Regions from separate parts of the Hordeum vulgare genome. Here region 1 is linked to region 2. A link is a contact called in public Hi-C data. All regions are on one chromosome and are shown on one strand. Each heading gives the region's core, a stretch centred on a gene start, on an enhancer-like site or on the middle of the called end of the contact. The rest is flanking DNA. Distances are from core to core; before and after follow the strand shown.

What was found. A called contact is a pair of places that touch in the nucleus more often than the background predicts.
Region 1: a Hi-C map of leaf shows a contact between it and region 2, with 4 times the contacts expected there. The contact joins the promoter of LOC123445246 here to the promoter of LOC123445245 in region 2. A contact is called at or near these places in 5 of 6 Hi-C or Micro-C datasets (leaf and seedling) and 1 of 1 datasets of contacts at active chromatin or transcription factors (embryo).

The regions. Positions count from the first base shown.
Region 1 is chr3H:574,761,356-574,767,072 of MorexV3_pseudomolecules_assembly, reverse strand. LOC123445246 (F-box protein At1g67340-like) reads left to right here and starts at 4,413. Exons shown (of 3, transcript XM_045122209.1): 1 at 4,413-4,769; 2 at 4,883-5,045; 3 at 5,161-5,717. The coding sequence starts at 4,543. LOC123440711 (a long non-coding RNA gene) reads left to right here. Exons shown (of 2, transcript XR_006630350.1): 2 at 1-290.
Region 2 is chr3H:574,501,753-574,507,210 of MorexV3_pseudomolecules_assembly, reverse strand. It overlaps LOC123445245 (probable mitochondrial import receptor subunit TOM20), which reads right to left and starts at 3,073. Exons shown (of 6, transcript XM_045122208.1): 1 at 2,835-3,073; 2 at 2,636-2,714; 3 at 456-625; 4 at 223-270. The coding sequence starts at 2,936. LOC123445244 (SNF1-related protein kinase regulatory subunit gamma-1-like) reads left to right here and starts at 3,289. Exons shown (of 2, transcript XM_045122207.1): 1 at 3,289-4,622; 2 at 4,724-5,268. The coding sequence starts at 3,574. The coding sequence ends at 5,003.

The sequences.
Region 1 (5,717 bases), core at 3,164-5,663, 260 kb before region 2:
GATTATCATTTTAGATATGGTTACTGCAAGCATAATCCCCGGAAAATGGTTAAAACCTGGGCTGAAAAGGAAATGAGAAATCTTAAACGGTGGGATATATTTTTCGTACCTTATTCATAATTTCATATTGCTGTTACTAAAATATCTATGATTAATTTCAGGCATTTGTAGAATCATTAGGAATGAATTTTCTTGCGAATTATGGTAAGGAATCCATCAATGTGGAGAGAACTTTCTTAAATATGTCATCAGAAATCAAGAAAAAAGTAACCAGGAACTTCACACTTTTAGAGGCCCTTTTTCTTCCCAGTTTCTCTGAAGTGGCGACGGGGAAGCGGCCCTCGATCAGGGCCATGGTCCTCTCTCGGCGGGCAAGGAACAACAGCGGCGAGGGACTTGCCCAACTCCCGCACCGGAATACATATGTCAGTATCAATAATCACTGACAAATATATTACTCTTGGATCATCTCAAAATTTAGTGGCCCTATGTCTTTTCACCCTCATGCTAATTTTTTTGGTATATTTGCATATTTATCTAGCTGCTTTCTTAGTGCCTTACATCTATTAGTGTTGTGTGAGCTGTCTTATCCTTTTTCTTGCTGTAAAATATAACTGGCAAATTGGTAAGATGGATCGAACATCCTTTTAATAAAATATAACTGACAAATTGGTAAGATGGCTCGAACATCCTTTCAATTGTTTCTAAATCTTCAATGACTATTAGTCTTCGTTGGGTTTCCTTATGCAATATTTATCTTTTTGATTCCTTGTATGAATCCTTTATTTATTTTTTGTACGGTTGGGTCAATCCATTTTTAGAATGAACGTGCATATCATGGTTGTGAATTTGTTTGACTGGAAGGATAATATGATATTAAAATGTATATTTAACAAGAGGTTATGGAGTGTGAGAGGATGTATAGCTCAGACTTAGCATGGCTTCTTGTTTAACGAAGTCTTGATTTGTTTGCTTTATTTTGCCACTACAAAAACTTGTCTTCCTACCGGCCACAGCGAGAAGGTTCAGCAAAGCCTCACTACAATTCTGTGCTTGGAAAATGATTTTAAACTTCCAATTTTCCAGAACAGTGAGCAGGGCAATAAGGGTGCACTTTATTCATATGTTGTAAATGAAACATATATAGAGGATGTTTGATATGGATTCAAGAGGCATGTTGATTCATGAAGATTGGTAATTCCAATTACTTGTAAGAGTAAGGAATTAGCTGTTATCCATTACATGTAAAATTTGAAACTTTCAATAAATTTATCATATACTTTGTTAGGATTTCTGATGTTTGACATATCGTTTGTTATTTTAGACGTGCGTTGCACGTGCATGCTAACTAGTAACCATCATAAAAATACAACTGTTACACACCTTTTTTTCATAAAAAAATACAACTTTGCAAATCTGTTGATCTTAGAAGCTCGGTTGATCTTACAAGCTCTCACACTTGCAATGGAATGTACAATTCTGTTTTGAAAGATCCAACAATCTTTGGCCTTGAATGATCATTAGCAGAAATCATTGGGAAATGCAAGTTGGGGTGAAGCCGAGGATCAAAGAAAAAAAATTAAAATCGTTGGGGCACAAAAACAGAGCGACCGTCCATGCACGACCGACATCTCTAGAGCTAAAGCCTATCTCTCATGGTGGATCTCTAAGAGCATGGTTAATACTATAGTCAGCTACTGACAATAAGTAATTATCATATCATGTATAGCCTCATCTCATAACCAACATGTATAATAGTTGATTAAAATATTATACTACTTTTTTTATTATATGATGGACCTTTCACTCTTATAAAGTGCCTAGAAAGACGTGCTAGAGCCGGTTCTGAAGAGCCCGCTTACCTTTTCTCCGCTCTTCTCTTTTCTTCCAACTAAACAAAAATATACTTTATTATTTTATATTTTATAGACGTTTGGTTCAGTTCTATTGTATTTGCTTTAAAGGATGTCTCAATGCATTTCGCGTCCGACAGTCTCCAAAGTTCAATTGAATCGGTGAAGGTTATGCTTCAAATCCTAATCGTGTTATGATATTATTTTTTTGTGGGGTTTGATGTGATCAGCAGTGGCATGCAATAACTTCTTGTCTTCTCGAAGAGTGTTTGCTCTAGGAAAACAAACACTCTGTGATCAAAGCAAAGTTGGTCAAGGAAGCTCCCCCAATACCTTCTGCATATTGTAGACAGAGGTCTGGTTTCCTCGAAAGATTGAAGCATAGGAATATTTGATATCTCGAAAATGCGTTAACCCACTCGGGACCATTGTATGTACTTCCTGGACCATTACACAGTTATCATGTAAGCTCCCCTCACGCAACCGCGCCAATCGCTTCACCTCACACCATTTCGTTCACCAGCAAGCTAATCGGAGGACAACAGTTGTGCACAGCAAGCAGGTACAATCTACGTACACAGCTCAAGAACTCGACACGGCACCGTCCACTCCACCGCGATCCAGAAATCCCACCGTCGAATGCGCTTTCACCAGCAGACGTTGAATCATCACACGCATGCAAGAATCTCCCCCTGGAGCTCCACGTGAAGCGCCTTGGCGCCTTCCCCGCGAACTGCATCCGCCCCTTTCCCAAAACTCTCGCTGGCGACACATGCATCGCATTTCAGGAAGAAAGGAGGGAAAGACGAAGGAAAAGAGAAAAGATAGAGCAATGGGGGTCCTCGGGCCGGGCCCGTGCGACGCATCGGAATCAATCGTCTTTTCTCCCGGAATTCAGACGGCCGTGGCGCTCTCCTACCCCTGCCTCTGCCGCTCGGGCAGATGCAGATGAACTGCGCGGCGTAAAGAGTAGTAGTACGTGCTCCGACCCAGGCGCGAATAAAGAAAGGGGGAGGGGAGGGGAGGAGAGGACGGACATGGCGACGGAGGCGGCAATAAAGAAAGGCCGGGCTGGCGTCGCGGTCAAAGAGCGGCACGCAGCTGCGGGGGGAACCCGAGGCGCGACACATGGAGGAGATCGCCGCGCGCACGGTCACCACGCCCGCATGGCGCCGCGCGCCGAATCGTCACCTCCTCCCCGAGGCCCGAGGACCGGCCATCCATCAGCACACTCAACAACAACGCATCCGCCTCCGCCTCCGCCGGCCGAGGGCGACGCGACGCGGACGGGCGCCCGGCCGGCCGGCCCAGACGACGAGGTCACGGAGGTGGTGGTGGTGACCTGCCAGTGCCAGTGCGAGTGCCAGTCAATGCGTCCTTGGCCGCCCACCAGCCCGGCTCGCCGTCACCGCCCCGAAGATGCCGAGCGCGGGATGGCGCCCCGGATTCCTTGTCCTGTCCACGATGCGTGCGCCCTGTCGCCCAACCGACGAGCTCGCTTCCCTCCATATTTTTCTTGCGTCCCTCCTTATTTTCCTTGAGGTTATCATACCACGTGCCGCCCCGCGTGACAAACTATCGCTTACGGTTCCCAGCCGAACACGAAAAACATCTCCTAGTTCTTCGACTCTCCTCCCGTATGGAACGCTTTTCGACCGGCTAAAAATAAACTTGTCGTACACCACCAACAAGAAGGAAAGCGTTGCGTCCGGAAGGAAAGCAAGGGAGGGGGGGAGGGAGAGATCGGGTCGAGGTTGGAACCGATGGTGCATCAGCAAAGGAGACAAAGGGTAGCGTCCAAACCGCCCCCGTCGCACCAAGCCGTCCAAACTGCACGCACGCACGCACGAGACGAGGCTACTCGTTCATCGCTACACTCTACTACGTGCGTGCCGCCACTTGGAATGGGGCTCGGCAGTCCACGGCCGGACCGAAAGCGTTTATGTCGTGAGCTGAGCTCGGAAGAAAGAAAGAAACGCCGCCGCATGCACAGCGCCACAGCGGCCCGCGCCTTCACGTTTCCGTTCAGCCCCGAGCCCGATCGCTCGCTCGCTCGCAATAAACGCGCGCCTGGCCCCGTCCAGCACTCCACCCATTCCCCGTACTCTACCGTCGTCCTCGAAGCCGAACGCGTACGGTACTGGTATCATGGACTCCCGGTAACGGCACCGTTTGACCTCCAAAATAAGTAATTTTTTTTTACTGAAATTCACACGCAATTGACGAGGAGTAGCCTTGGAAACGGCCCTGGCGACGTGAATGAGCGAGCAATAATGCCCGTATTTCTCGCAGGCAGCGAAGCTGGCCTTTTGCATTCATTTTCGTCCAAAGATAGAGCCCAGCACAGCCCAGGCCAGGCATTGATGCCCTCCACGCAGGCGTTGCATTCATGCCGCACGCTATCAAGACGACTATACTCCTACTCTACCACTCACTGGCAGCAGATAGAAAGTTAAAGGGCGCGGGGCGGGGCGGATGAAACCGGGACTCGGCTGACAGCCGGGCCCGGGTCACCCACGACGGCACGGTACGGTCTGGGCTGCGTGTATAAAAGGGGGCGCCTCCCGCTATCCCTTTTCCGAAACATCTCATCTCATCTCATCTCTCATCTCTCCACTCCACCGCTCCCCTCCTCCCCTCCCCCGGAGAAGAACGGTCCGCCGCCACGGCTCGTCCGGCGAGACACAACATGAGGACCAGGAGCGGCTCTCTCTATCCCTGCGATCCGGCGGCCCCCGTCGCCGGCCAGAAGAGGAAGCGGTCCCCCTCCGCCGCGGCCGACGATGGATGCCGGAAGCGCCTGGCCGGGGGTCCCGACTATTTGGATGGCATCCCTGACGACCTCGTGCTGTCAATCTTCTCCAAGCTCGCCGCGTCCGCGAGCTCCCCCTCCGACCTGCTCTCCGTCCACCTAACGTACGCCCCCGCGCGCCTCCCTGTTTGGTTCAACTGCTTCAACTCCTGCCGCTTTGTAGGAGCATGTATGGATGGTTGGCTGAACGTGTTTGTGCGTGCCTCTGGCGTTTCAGGTGCAAGCGGCTCAACGGCCTCGGGCAGCAGGACATGGTGTTCGCCAAGGCCTCGCCGGCGTCGCTCGCCGTCAAGGCGGCGGCGTGGTCGGAGCCCGTGCAGCGGTTTCTGAAGCGCTGCGCCGACGCCGGCAACCTCGAGGCCTGCTACATTCTCGGCATGGTAGGAGTCGATGACCAAATCCAGTTGACTTGATCGTTTGTCTTGGCATCCGTGCATGCATGCATGGCCGGAGTTTCAGGGATGGAGTGCTGACGAACGTCGTGCGTTTTTGCAGATCCGGTTCTATTGCCTTGGCAGCCGGAGCGGCGGCGCGGCCTTGCTCGCGAAGGCGGCGGTCGGCGGGCACCCGGCGGCGCTCTACTCGCTGGCCGTCATCCAGTTTAACGGGAGCGGTGGCGCCAAGTCTGACCGCGACCTGCGCGCCGGGGCGGCGCTCTGCGCGCGCTCCGCCGCGCTGGGCCACGTCGACGCGCTCCGCGAGCTCGGGCACTGCCTCCAGGACGGCTACGGCGTGCGCCGCGACCCGGCCGAGGGCCGCCGCCTCCTCGTCGCCGCCAACGCCCGCGAGCTCTCCCTCGCGCTCGCCGCCGCGGCGGCCAGCGCGGCCTACCCCTTCGCCTCCCTCCCCATCGGCGCCGTCGCAGGCGGCGGCGGCGTCAGCACCAGCCCTCTCCTCTCGGACTTCGGGTGGAGCCTGCCGGAGGCAGAACCCCACACGGCGAACCAGTTCATGTCGGACTGGTGGGCGGCGCGCGGCGTGCAGGCATGCGCGAAGAAGCCCGACGCGGCGGCCACCGGCGGCGACGGCGGGGAGGGCGAGCTCCGGCTGTG
Region 2 (5,458 bases), core at 1,824-4,323:
TGAGCCAATCTGAGTGAGACCTATTAGAAGTTCTCTATCATAGGCATGGGGTGCTGTCAGCTATTAAATTATGTTACTATGTTAGGCAGCATCAAATAAAAAAAGGAATCTAGAGATGATTAAAAAACTTGCATCAAAACAACTCGAATAGTTGAATGACATGGTATAATGGTATCATAAAGACTGAGCAAAGATATAGCCAAACATAATAATAGAACAAACCTTTGATGACAAATCCAATGACTTCCTGTACAACTCATTTGCTGGTTCCTACAAGAAACATGGACATATATCAATCTCCAGCTGAATATGCTTATTGAAACTTATTAGAAGAAACCGTTCCAGAGGCTTGTGTGTGGAGCTGAGTGCATATTGCACTTAAAACATATGATCTCAGGCCCATGGATCAGTCTCTAGCATGGAACACGCAAAGTACTCAAGCAGACTAAACATACCACATCAACAGCCCTCTGGAAACAACCAGTTGCTTTTTCAAAGCATTCATTAGCCTGGACAGTTTCCGAAGTGAAGAATCCACGAGAGGTCAGGGCATTCCCCAAGCACCAGAGTGCATCAGCCTTGTTGGGATCAATTCTCAGTGCTTCATCCAGCTTAGACTCCGCATCTATAAGAAATAAAACCAGATCAGCCAAAATACCCCACTTTTGACCCCAATCATAAACTTAATACTCCCTCCGTCCCAAAATAAGTGACTCAAAAATGACTCAACTTTGCACTAAGTTAGTGCAAAGTTGAGTCATTTTTGAGTCACTTATTTTGGGACGGAGGGAGTACATAGAAGGAGCACAGTTAGTTTAGTTAATGAACACAAAACACTCAATCACGCACAAGCTATATGATAGTATGCGAACTCCAAAATATTAGTATCTATTATCCCTCCAACTAAACAAGCATGCATGTAATCCTACTTTCAGGATGAATCTAGAACACGGCGCTGTTGATAACAAAATAATGCACGCAAATAGTACATGAAAACAATCAAACTGAAGTTATATAATTAATCTCTGCCGAATTATTTTGGAAGGTCATTGTGTTTGGCAGCATAGGCCGAGCCTGGTGTTGCAATGCAGTATAAATTTGAATACAGTAACTGCTCTAATATCTGCCATGTGGTGTATTCTTGAAATGAATCTAATGCATAGGTAAATTTGAATCCAGTAACTGCTCTAATATCTGACATGTGGTGAATTCTTGAAATGAATCTAATGCATATGTCTCCAGCAAACCACCTCAGAAAGTGTTCATAGATCAAAGTGTTGCTTCGTTGAACACCAAGGAAAAAACGCTAGGCGCTACTAGTGGATTTTGCCACTGCCTAGACCCTACCTCACCTAATCACATGCTTAGCATGATTAAGAGCTAGGCGTTCTGCTATCGCCTAGCACCAGGCACATTTCAGTGCAGGCCTAAGCACACTTATTTTTTACTAACACAGGAAAGACAACTCCAAAAAGAAAACAGTACAACAGTAAAGCTGTTTCTAACGATAAAATAACTTGGACGAGATCCCATAAATCTGCCTGTTATTCTAAATATACAAACACCACCATCACCATCAATCTGATCAACGCACATAACGAATGCAACTACAGGCTCCATATATATGTTACAAAGAACACCACACATTCCATTCAATCACACAACAATGCAACTGAAGGTTCCGTACATGCTGGGAACAAAATCACACACAATCAAGGATGCTACAAGCACTCATCTTAAAGAAGGTTAAACAAGCTGTGAAGACACTCCAGACACCTAATGCACATATGTTCACTAGAACTACTAACAGTCTCAATGTCTGTTCTGTGGTTGGTAACATCGTACCAACAAACCCAATACAGCAGTGTTCAGCACACCATCCATAATGATCTCCTATTTTCTCACAAATGAGAGTAACCTATTTCTCAAGTATACTAACTTAAATAAAAACTGGTGACCATAAAACGCTCACTCGCGCACAAGCTGCGTGATTATATGTGAACTCCAAAATATCAGTGCCTATTATCGCTCCAACTAAACAGGCATGCCCGAAATCCTACTTTCAGAATGAACTCAGAACATGGCGCTATGATATATAACAAAATAAAGCAAGCAAACAGTACATGAAAACAACCAAACTGAAGTTTTACAATCAATCTGTGCCAAATAATTTTGGAAGGTCAATGTGCTTGGCAGCATAAATACCATCATAAAACAAATGCAACTACAGGTAAAACAAGCTGTTAACACACCCCAAACGCCTAATCCATATATGTTCAGTTGTTCACTAGCACTACAAACTGTATTAATGTTTTTCTGTGGTTGAGAATACTGTACCAACCCAATACTGCAGTGTTCAGCACACTACCATCCATAATGATCTCCTATTTTCTAACAAATCAGATTAACTTATCATGACATAAATAAAAACTAGTGCGCATAAAAGCGCAACTACGTTAAACACAATAACATTTATAACAATGCTAGCAAACCAGACTAAAGGCCAAGGCCCGACTGTTATGTAGGATCTGCTCCAAGTTCGAACTTCTCTAGAGGGAAGCAATCGTAGCCACCGAATCTCCACACGGAAGCAATCCAAATTCACCGAAGAATACACACGAATCTCGCGGCGTACCTTCGAGGCACTTGAGGCTCTCCGGGCCGTTATGCATCTGCGACAGCTCCAGCAGAGCGCCGCCCCATCGCGTCAGGTTCTGCGGACGCACAAAAAAAAAAGCATCAGATCAGATCAAATCAGACGGGGCCGCAGTCGCGTTCCCCTCGGAACAAACCGACGGAGCGGAGCAGGAGGAGGGGGCAGGAGGAGGCGTTACGTCGGCGTCGAGCGGGTTCTCGTCGTAGGTGGCCTTGGCGGTCTTGCAGGCGAGGTCGAAGAAGAAGAGCCTCTCCGGGTCGTTCATCGCTGCCATGTCCATGGCGACGGCTACGGCGACGGCGGCGAGATCCGGTGCGGCGGCGAGGCGGGGCGGTGCCGGGGGCTTCTCTAGGGTTTTAGGCCTCGCTTCGATTTGGGGGAGGTGTCGACGGAGGTGGGGAACTAGTTGTTGGTGTTGTATAGGGGAGGGGCGGAGGGGATCGAGCCGCTTTTCTAGGACGCTGCCAGGTGGGCCCTTTGAACTTCGTCCCCACCTGCCAGCGGAACAGCGCGTCCGCAGTGGGTCCCCGGCATGACTTGCGGAAGGAGATAGAAAAGCGTACCACGCGGCCCGGCCCATCTCGGCAGTTCGTGCCGGGCCCGTTCCAAGGTGCACTAGAAATTTGGGCCCGTTTTCGTCCAGAGGAGCTCCGTTGTTTTCTTTTGCTGGAATTTTGGTGCATGTCTCAGAGCTCAGCTGCAGTGCCGGGCGGCGGACCACTTGTCAGCGCCCCCTGTCGTTCTGGCGCGAAACCTTCGGGCAGCTCGCCCGCGGCACCATTGTCGGGCCGAAGCAGCGACCAAGCAACGCAACGCAAGGTCAGTCGTGGTCGTGCACGAGGGAGCCAAGAAGACGAGAGTAGAGCAGAGGCTTCCGACAGACAAGGGAGAGAGGGGAGGGGGGAGCATAGCTAGCCATGCAGGCGAGGCGGGAGATCCGGACGAAGCCGGAGCGGCGGGAGGAGGAGGAGGAGGATGCGGCGGTGGCGGTGCCGGAGACGCCGCTGAGCGCGCGGTGGAGCCCGGAGGCGGAGATCGGGATGCGGGTGGAGGACATCTGGGACAGCCTTGACCAGCCGCAGCTGAGCCGTGGCGACAAGCTCAACAGCTGCTTCGACGCCATCCCGGTGTCGTCCTTCCCGCAGACCTTCGGGTCGCAGCTGGTGGACATCCCCTCCGACGCCACGCTGGCCGAGGCCGTCGACATCCTCTCCCGGAACCGCATCAACGGGGCGCCCGTGCGCAACGTGGAGGCGCCCGAGGACGCCAGCTGGATCGACCGCTACATCGGCATCGTGGAGTTCGCCGGGATCGCCGTCTGGCTGCTGCACCAGTCGGAGGCCTCGGCCTCGGCCGCGGCGCTCGGCGCCGACGAGCTGGCCGCCAAGCTCGGCACGGTGACCCTCGACGCGGGAAGCGGCGGCGCGAGGGAGCTGAAGCCGGCCGCGGCGTCGGAGGCGGAGGGCGCGGTGGCGGAGGCGTTCGGGTCGCTGCCGTCGTCGGAGCTGTTCATGAAGACCAAGGTGAAGGACATCTCCGGGTCGTTCCGGTGGGCGCCGTTCCTGGCGCTGCAGAGCTCGGACACGTTCCTCACCATGCTGCTGCTGCTGTCCAAGTACCGGATGAAGAGCCTCCCCGTGGTGGACATCGGCGAGGGCACCATCAGCAACATCGTGACGCAGGCGGCGGTGGTGCACATGCTGTCCGAGTGCGTGGGGCTGAGCTGGTTCGAGGACTGGGGCACCAAGACGCTGGCCGAGCTGGGCCTCCCCATCATGAAGACGAGCCGGCTGGTGAAGGTCCGCGAGGACGAGCCGGCGCTCAAGGCCTTCCGGCAGATGAGGAGACGCGGCGTGGGCGGCATCCCCGTGGTGGACGGCGCCGGCAAGCCCGTCGGCAGCATCATGATCAAGGACGTCAAGCACCTCCTCACGGCCTCGGACTCGGAGTCCAACAAAGACTACAGGTGATACACACAGATTTCACTCGCTGTGTAACTTGTTGTGGACCAGACATGTAATCGGGAACAAACAAACGGTGGACGCATGCATGGATGGATGGATGCAGGACGCTGACGGCGAGGGAGTTCATCGCGAGCGCGCGGCAGAGCTCGGGGGAGAAGCAGATGAGCATCATCACGTGCACGAGGGAGGACAACATGAAGGAGATCATCCTGAAGCTGGACGCGGAGAAGAGGCAGAGGATCTACGTGGTGAACGAGGACGGCAACCTGGACGGCCTCATCACGCTCAGGGACATCATCGCCAAGCTCGTCTACGAGCCGCCGGGATACTTCGGGGACTTCTTCAACGGCGTCATCCCCATGCCGCAGAACAGCAGGGTCTGAATTATCCTTCTGTTTGTTTCCTACAGTACTAGGCGAGATCAGGGTTCTTTTGTGTGCAGTAACTAGTAATTCTCGGCGTTTTCTTTTTCCTCCTCTTCCATTTTAACTCTCCCTAGTGCTTCGTTAAAAACTCGAGCTTAGCTTCATTTGTTTTCGTTGTCAGTTCTGCATAGCTAGCTAGCTCATCATAATGAGGAACAATGTGGTTATCTTCATCTTGTAAGCTGATAGAGTCAGTTCAACAACTGGAATTTGGGACTTGAAACACAGTTGCTGTTATGCGAGGCAGACTGAACAAATCGCGCATTTGCTTGCGTGGAATCTGCTCATGTCTGAAACTGCACACGCACTCGTTCCTTAATACAGTGATGTAAATCCACACAGCAGGAGTATCAGCCATCGGCACAGAGTAGACAAGGATGTAAAAGTCTGTACAATGTGACTCTAAACCTGTC